2 separate regions of the Callithrix jacchus genome follow, and region 1 is linked to region 2. The links are chromatin contacts, called in public Hi-C maps. All regions are on one chromosome and are shown on one strand. Each heading gives the region's core, a stretch centred on a gene start, on an enhancer-like site or on the middle of the called end of the contact. The rest is flanking DNA. Distances are from core to core; before and after follow the strand shown. Region 1 overlaps LOC144578124 (a long non-coding RNA gene). Region 2 has its middle 18 kb from the start of EIF4G2.

Region 1 (3,973 bases), core at 766-3,265, 130 kb after region 2:
TCTGGCTTCCCAAAAAGTGCTGGAATTACAGATGTGAGCCACCATGCCCAGCCAGCTACAGTTAATTCCTTAGAATAAGTTTTAGAAGTAAAATGTGTTCACTTGAAAGAATGTACCATCATATACAATTTTTTAAATAGCTAGCAGACAACAGAAATATCAGTAGTATATTGCTACTTTGCACAGGAATACTAAGCTAGTATATTTAGTAGTTTCATGGGAAAGGCCACCTGATTGACAGTCAAGCTGTTTTGAAAAGTCATTTGACAATTCCAGTTTTTTATCTGCCTTCTCATCTAATGGACAAAAGATATTTTTCCTCTCATGGTGATTTTATCCTGTTTTGAAGTCATATCAGGCCATTAATGCTGTCTAACTAAGGTTTCAAGGGTGCATCCTAAAAAGGCTTGAAAAAAATCCAGTACACAAATTACAGCAGACTTCCTGGAGGAGGAAGGCTTGTTGGGACCTGTATTTGGGTACTGGCATTTGGATTCATTCAAGTAGGCAGGAATGAACAGACTGTACACACTTTGTAGGGACAAAAACCATTTGGAGTAACTTGTCTTAAGCCAGCACAGCGTAAAACCACTTGTACACAAAAGGAATAAAACTAGGAAAAGTGAAAACCTATTACCCCACCTTATTCATAAAGACATTTCCCCATCAGTGAACGTAATGCTTTTTGATCAATATGTGTTTACCCTTATAAGAAGCCTCTGTTTAGGGTCTTGCCAATATCAGGGATATATCTTCTCTGGTGTAGGCCAATGTAGATTCTTTTTTTTAAGGAATGAGATGCCTATTTCAGGCACAAGGACCTAGAGACAAGTCAAAGGAATAGTCTTTGTTCACTTTTTTTCTCTATGGAAAGTGTTACTGAGCAACATTCAGATGCAATCTGTACTGTTTTTCAGTTTGTCACCAAAGGTGGGGTTGTTCTGGAAGTTTGAATAGGATAAGCTGGGATGGTCTAGTTGGTCTTAGTGAGTAAACATAGACGTTAGTTCCCTGCTCTGGCCAAGGTTTTTCTGGCCAAGTTCTATTTTTATTTTTATTTTTTTGAGACAGGGTCTCACTCTGTTGCCCAGCTAGAGAGCAGTGGTGTGATCTCAGCTCGTTGCAACCTCTACCTCCGGGGTTCAAGCGAGTCATGTGTCTCGGCCTCCCAAGTAGCTGGGATTATAGGCATGCACCACCATGCTCAGCTAATTTTTGAATTTTTAGTAGAGATGGGGTTTTGCCATGTTGGCCAGGCTGGTTTTGAACTCCTGACCTCAGGTGATCGCCTTGGCCTCCCAAAGAGCTGGGATTATAGGTATGAGCCACTGCGCATGGCCATGGCCAAGTTCTATGAGCACTATTAAGGTTCTTTACCTCCCTGGGGGAAGAAACTGGAGTGTTCCCTGTTGGAGTGAGCAGTCCCAGGGGGCAGGCTTTCTCTGTCCTTAACAAGAATACTTAAAGTGTGTAATTGAATATAATTGCTGGACAAGGGGAAGTTATTACAGAAATCTTGCACCTCTTTCATGTTCCACCTGTTGCAAGAAGTAGACTTCTGGAAGGGTGCACACACATGTGGTGGGACTTCAGCACAAGGGTTAGTCACAATTGTCTACCTCATTCATTTCCCATGAGGAGGAAAAAACTGTGAGGAGTGTTAGGAGGTGTTTGGGAATTTCTCCATGGCCCTCCAGGCCTTCTATATCAGATTAAGCCAGTAACTGAAGAAACACAAACTACTTTTACGTGAATTATGATGGCTCTAGAAAAATTGCGATTACTGGGTCATTCAAAGGTATAGCCAAAGAGCAATTCCAGAGAGGTGAAAATGAGGTTTTGGATTACTCCAGTTTGAAGTTCCCTTGGGATAAATACTGAGCATGGTGTCAACAGTAGTGCTACTTGGCCCTGTGCTCTGGGCTTTGCATGACTCAGGCCCCAAAAGCCCAGCTCAGTAACCCAGAGCTCCCTGAAAATATGATCTGTTGGTATAAGTGAACATACGTGGGCAACAGACTGAGCAGCCTCCAGAATAAGCCCTTGTTTGCCTTTAAAATCCTCTTGCTAAGGGCAGGACTTCTGTGCTATTTATTTTAAATCCCCAGCACCTGCCACAGGCCTGGCCCACAGCAGGTATCAACATCTGCTAGAAGGATGAACAGATGGATGAGTCAGCTGGCTAGACCAGTTCCAGCTGTCTCCAGTACTGGCTGCTTGGTGTTCATGAGTGTGCAGAGCTGTCCCTCAGCAATGAAAGACAATGTGATAGAGGCCGCTGTGGAGTGCAGAGTCTACCAGCTGGAGATTTGGAGTTAGCCACATCTGGGTACTAATTTTGCTATGCCACTTGTTAGTTGTGTGACCTTGGGCCAGTCACTTGATCTTTGAGCTTCTGTTTCCTCACATATAAAATGGGCATAATAAAATATACCTCAGTTGGCTGTCGGGAGAAGGGAATCAGATAATGCCTATAGAATGTTTAGCTAAGTCCCTGGCACACTGTGAGTGCTCAACAAATGGGGCTGTCTGGGATTCTATACATTTTTTTTTTTTTTTGAGACAGGGTCTCTTTCTGTCACCCAGGCTGGAGTGCAGTGGCACTATCTTGGCTCAGTGCAGCCTCCGCCTCCTGGGTTCAAGTGATTCTTGTGCCTCAGCCTCCTGAGCAGCTGGGATTACAGGTGTGCACCACCATGCCTGGCTCATTTTTTGGTATTTTTAGTAGAGGCAGGGTTTCACCATGTTGGCCAGGCTGGTCTTGAATTCCTGACCTCAAATGATCTGCCTGCCTCGGCCTCCCAAAGTGCTGGGATTACAGGTGTGAGCCACCGCACCCAGCCTGGATTCTATATGTTTATAGATGCAATACTATAGGCTAGAGAGTTCGCTTGGGAGGAACTGCACACATCACTGTGTCTAGAGGAGGGGGCATCATAGATTCTGGAGCCTGCAATGTAAGCCAGTGTGGTGGTCGGTGCTCAGTATTGTCCTGCAAGGGGTGTAAGTCATGAATCACAAGTGAAAGTCTCAGATGTCACATGTGTGGGGACATGGTAAGGGCAAGGCTGTGATGAGGTCACACTGCTAGATTCTCAGGATAAGAGTTATGGCTGAGTTTATGGAATATGAGGGATGGAAGTGAACTTTATTTGGGTCTGGTCTGGGTCTTGAATTTGATGGGGCTTCCTTATGAATCAAGGCATGATTCTATTCCACAGGGGTGGATCCTCCCTGCCAAGTGCCTTCAAGGGAACCACGTGACAGTTAAATTTGATTCAGGCAAGATGCACCTCTGGGCAAATTTTATTGAGTTCTACATGCCAGAAACTCCTACAATCTGTCATCTGAGAAAGCTCTGGAATATTGAGACAGGAGCCAAGCTCTGCCCTGTAAGCCAGGTGGGTGATGATTCTGTTTGTGAAATTTTAATTGCTCAGAAATGACTGATGGTGCTGTGACTGACTACTGAATTATACCTTTGGTAATTAGTCATTCACTCAACATTTATTTCTCTTCATTGCTTTCTTCTCAGATGAAATCATAGCAGTGAGCCCATATATTGGAGCCCACAATGTGTCAGGAGCATGGCATGCTTCTGTGCAGCCTTTTTCATTCTGTTTGCTTCCATATACGAAGTGTCTCTGCATGTGAGTCCAAGAGATTTGGTGACTTTTTAATATTCCCCAGAGTTACCTTTCAAAGCAGTGAGGTTACTTGAGTTCCAGCATAGAGGCTGGATTCAAATGCTGAGTAGGAACACTCGAGGGAAGATGCAGACTGCAGCTGTTGTTTAGCATCTTTGAGCATTAACTATTCTCACTCTCAGAAAATGGAGTATTTAGATAGCAGCCACTGGAGGAGGCCGCAGGTTTTAGCAAGAGAATAGTTTCACATTTAACAGCTATTAAACAAGTCATACCCTTCTTCCTGCAGTGTATAACTAAGGTCATTCAGTGGAGCTCATGGGAAT
Region 2 (3,839 bases), core at 1,067-3,566:
CTTTTGGGGGCTGATTATGTCTTTGCAGATGCAACCGAGTCATTAGGGGAGGCCTTAATCTAATATGATTTTTTTAAGAGATGGGGTCTTGCTATGTTGTCCAGGCTATTCTCAAACTCCTAATCTAATATGATGAGGACTAAGACCCTGTTTCCAAATAGGAAGGTCACATTCACTGGTACCTGGAGTTAGGACGTCAGCATATATCTTTGGGGGCTGGGGACATAATTCAACACATGACAGAGGGATTAGGGGGCTGATTCTTCCTCACCTCAGGTCCTACAGCCCACCCCTCAGATACGCCTGCCCCTCACTGCGCTCATTCTGCTCTGGTTACACTTCCAAGCATGAGGAGCTCATTGTCTCTGCTATGGGCCCTTTACTTTCTCTCCTCAGCTTTTGTCCCCCACCCCAACATGCATTTTGGTGTACCTGGCATGAGCACTGGCTCTTGAGTTACAGTGCAGGGTTTGAATCACCACTCCATGACTTAATAGATGTGTGGCCCAGTGCTTCAAAACAGCATGTATGATATGGTGTGGCTCTGTGTCCTCACCCAAATCTCATCACAACTCAAATTGTAATCCCCATAATCCCCAGATGTTTGAGGGAGGGATTTGGTGGGAGGTGGTTCAGTCTTGGGGTCAGTTTCCCCTATGCTGTTCTCATGATAGTGAGGTAGTTTTCACAAGGAGATCTGATGGTTTTATAAGTGTTTGACAGTTCCTCCTTCACACACACACACACACACACACACACACACACTCTCCCTCTCTCTCTCTTTCTCTCTCTCTCTCTCTCTCTCTCTCTCTCTCTCTTTCTCTCCCTTGTGAGGAAGGTGCCTGCTTCCCCTTTGCCTTATGGCATGATTGTAAGTTTCCTGAGGCCTCCCCAACCATGTGGAACTGTAAGTCAATGAAACCTCTTTCCTTTATAAATTACCCAGTCTCAGGTAATGTATTTATAGCAGTGTGAAAATGGCTCAGTACAATGCAGAAGAGACGTTCGTTACTACTTGCCAAAAACATGAAAGATCTTGGGCAGGTACTTTACTTCTCTGAGCCTCAGTTTCCTCATCAGTAAAATGGGGATAGTGAAGCACCTGCCTCAAGAATGTTGGGAAGGTCACAAGGGATGACTACCCTGATGCACTTGGTCTAGCCTGGCATATGCTAAATCCTCAGTAAACGTTCGCTAGTAATCATAATACATCCTAGCAGAGCTCAGGACATAGTGCTGGCACTGGCTGGTCTTCAGGAAGGATTGATATTAACAAATGATAAAAAGCAATCCTCCAAAGATAGCCCATCCCACTCAGCATAAAAGTCAAAGTCGTTACTGGGTCTGACTAATTTTCTGCATTGGCTGGTGCCCTTCTCCCCAGCTTTCCACTCTGCTTGGCCAAACTGTTCCTCAGACAGGCCAGGTGCGTTCCCAATCTCAGGGCCTCTGGCTTGGCCTTCCCTCCAGGCAATGTTCTTCCTCCAGATGGCTGTGGAGTTCACTCCCTGGTGTGTCTTAGGTCTTTGCTCAAAGACCACCTCCTCCTGAGGCCATCCCAGAACCCCCTCTTTCAAGCAGCACTCACTCCACTCCCTAGCCCTTATTCTGCATCCCTAAATACAGCACTTTTTACTGCCTGGCACTGTGCGTTTGCTGATTTATTCTCTCTCTGCTATCACCCAGAATGTTTGTTCCAGAAGACTGTCTCATCATCACTGTTACATCTCTGGCACTGGAGTAGCCTCTGGCACATGGTCAGTACTCAGTACATATTTGCGAGACACATTGACTTGTAGAACAGTTCCACAGCTGTCCATCACGGCTGTTCCATACCTATCTATGCAGCCCCTTGAAACATACCGGAGAGCTGGGCAGACCAAGGATAATCTAACAGGTAAGTCAAATAGAGCAGCCCGGGGAGGTGCAGCGATTGGCCTGGGCTCCCGGAACTGATAAGTGAGGAAGCTGGGGCCTGCGCTCTGCTCTGTGGCTCCGCAAACTGCACAGCTGACCTGAGCAGCAAATCCAGGAGCCACTACTTATCTACCAGTCACATCGTCGTGTCATGCACCGTTGACAGGAGCCCAAGCCCAGGGCAACATTCTCACTTACCGCTCTCCAGGAGCGGAGCGTGATCGCTGGGTGTTGGTCTTGCCTCCGCATCCAAGAGCCACAGCCTAGCAACCCCGACCTGCCAGGGTGGTCTCCCGGAAGCCCGGCAGAGGGCGCTGTGGGGATAGCGTTGCTGATCTGTCGGGGGCCTGGGTCCAACTCAGCCCCCTGCGCTCCCGCTGGATCAGGACCGGCAAGGGCAGGGCTGCGGGGTGGGGCAGCCTGTGGGAGCTGTGTGACCTGTGGGACTTCAGTGTCTTGTGTCCGCTACTCTCTGCCCTGTACTCAGGTGTCTCCTCGTCCAGAGCTCTTGCATTTTCTGGAGGGCTTTGCTGGGAAAATTGTCTCTTAAGCTAGTGAGAAAAGGGGTGGGAAAGAGATTTGTGAACTGTGTCCCCCTCGGCCCCCTGGAGGCTGACAGCCACAGCTGGTCCACACCACCCACTGCAACAGGAGAAGGAGGCCCTCACAGCTGCCAGATGGAATCTGTCCATCTGGTGTGGAGTGGAGAGGGAATGGGAGCTCTGAGGAGCCAGGAGGAAGGCGAAGTTGGGTCACCAAGCAGAGAAGACCCTCCTCTGCCTGGAAAGCTGTCCCTCGCATGTTTGCAGGAAAAACTACATCTCAGCTTCTTCATGATGTTTCCTCCTTTCAGCTCACAAGGCACCTGTCACCACTCCGAGGGGACCATCACCTGGCCCTGTCACTGTCTGAGCTGGAGGGAAGAGGCTGAGTCTTCCTCATCGTTGTACCCCAGCCCCTAGAGCAGGTAGGCACAGGAGGCACACACTTTTGAATGCACACATGAATATGTTAATGTGGGGAGCTGGGTGCTTTGTCATTGGATTGGAAGTGCTGGGAAATGGTCGAGGGTGAGACAATCACAAATGAGAAAAGCTCTAGTCGTTTCAACAAGCATTCATTTTCTTTTCTTTTTATTAAAGATAGTGTTTTACTTTGTTGCCCAGGCTGGAGTGCAATGGTGTGATCATGTATCACTACAGACTCAACCTCCTTTGCTCAAGCAATCCTCCCACCTCAGCCTCCTGAGTAGTTGGGACTGCAGGGTGTGTACCACCACACCTGGCTTTTTTTTTTTTTTTCTTTTTCTGAGAGATGCGGTCTCACTATGTTGCCCAGGCTGTTTTCAAACTCCTGAATGCAAGTAATCCTCCTGCCTTAGCCTCCCAATGCACTGACACTCCAAGGGTGAGCCATCATGCCTGGCTTCAACAAGCCTGTATTGATAACTACCCTGTTTTTAGTTTCTGTCTAGTGAACTGGGACAAACAGTTACAAGGTATTTTTTGTTTACAATTTATTGTATCAACTATAGTAACTCACTTAGGGTTACCATGAAGTGAATCGTTTGTTTCAAGGCCACCCTTTTACACAGGACTCTTTCTGGACCCTGAACCTAATTTTGTATTCTTTTCGTTTAAGAGTTCCCCTGTCCCATAGATGTATAAAATTCAGGTTCCACAAAATCTGGATTCACTATTGCATTCAATACCTATTTATTGGTCCATAATATGGAAATAGAAGGATGACTCAGAGAGACATACTCCTCCCCTTCCTGGAGCTCTTCTCAGGACAGTGGCAGGACAGGCAGGAAGCAGGTGGCTCCAGGCAGTGTAGGACATGTTGAGAGGAGAAACTGGAGTACAGAGGGCCCTCATAGTAGACAGTTATCTTTTGGGGGGTCTGTTCACCCAATTCCCTTC

Evidence for each region. Hi-C and Micro-C count contacts between places; a contact is called where the count stands out from the background.
Region 1: a contact with region 2 is called in a Hi-C map of skeletal muscle, with 4 times the contacts expected there. The contact joins two enhancer-like sites. A contact is called at or near these places in 2 of 3 Hi-C or Micro-C datasets (induced pluripotent stem cells and skeletal muscle).

Annotation. Positions count from the first base shown.
Region 1 is chr10:76,771,661-76,775,633 of calJac240_pri, forward strand. LOC144578124 (a long non-coding RNA gene) reads left to right here. Exons shown (of 4, transcript XR_013523304.1): 2 at 3,222-3,401. Among named protein-coding and RNA genes, the nearest start is that of ZBED5, 62 kb to the left of the region's middle. Within about 2 kb of position 2,016, at least 1 of the 16 cell types and tissues checked has an H3K27ac peak or open chromatin away from gene starts, as enhancers often do. A contact at or near this core is called in skeletal muscle, where this site is marked.
Region 2 is chr10:76,639,000-76,642,838 of calJac240_pri, forward strand. No RefSeq gene overlaps it. Among named protein-coding and RNA genes, the nearest start is that of EIF4G2, 18 kb to the right of the region's middle. Within about 2 kb of position 2,317, at least 1 of the 16 cell types and tissues checked has an H3K27ac peak or open chromatin away from gene starts, as enhancers often do. A contact at or near this core is called in skeletal muscle, where this site is marked.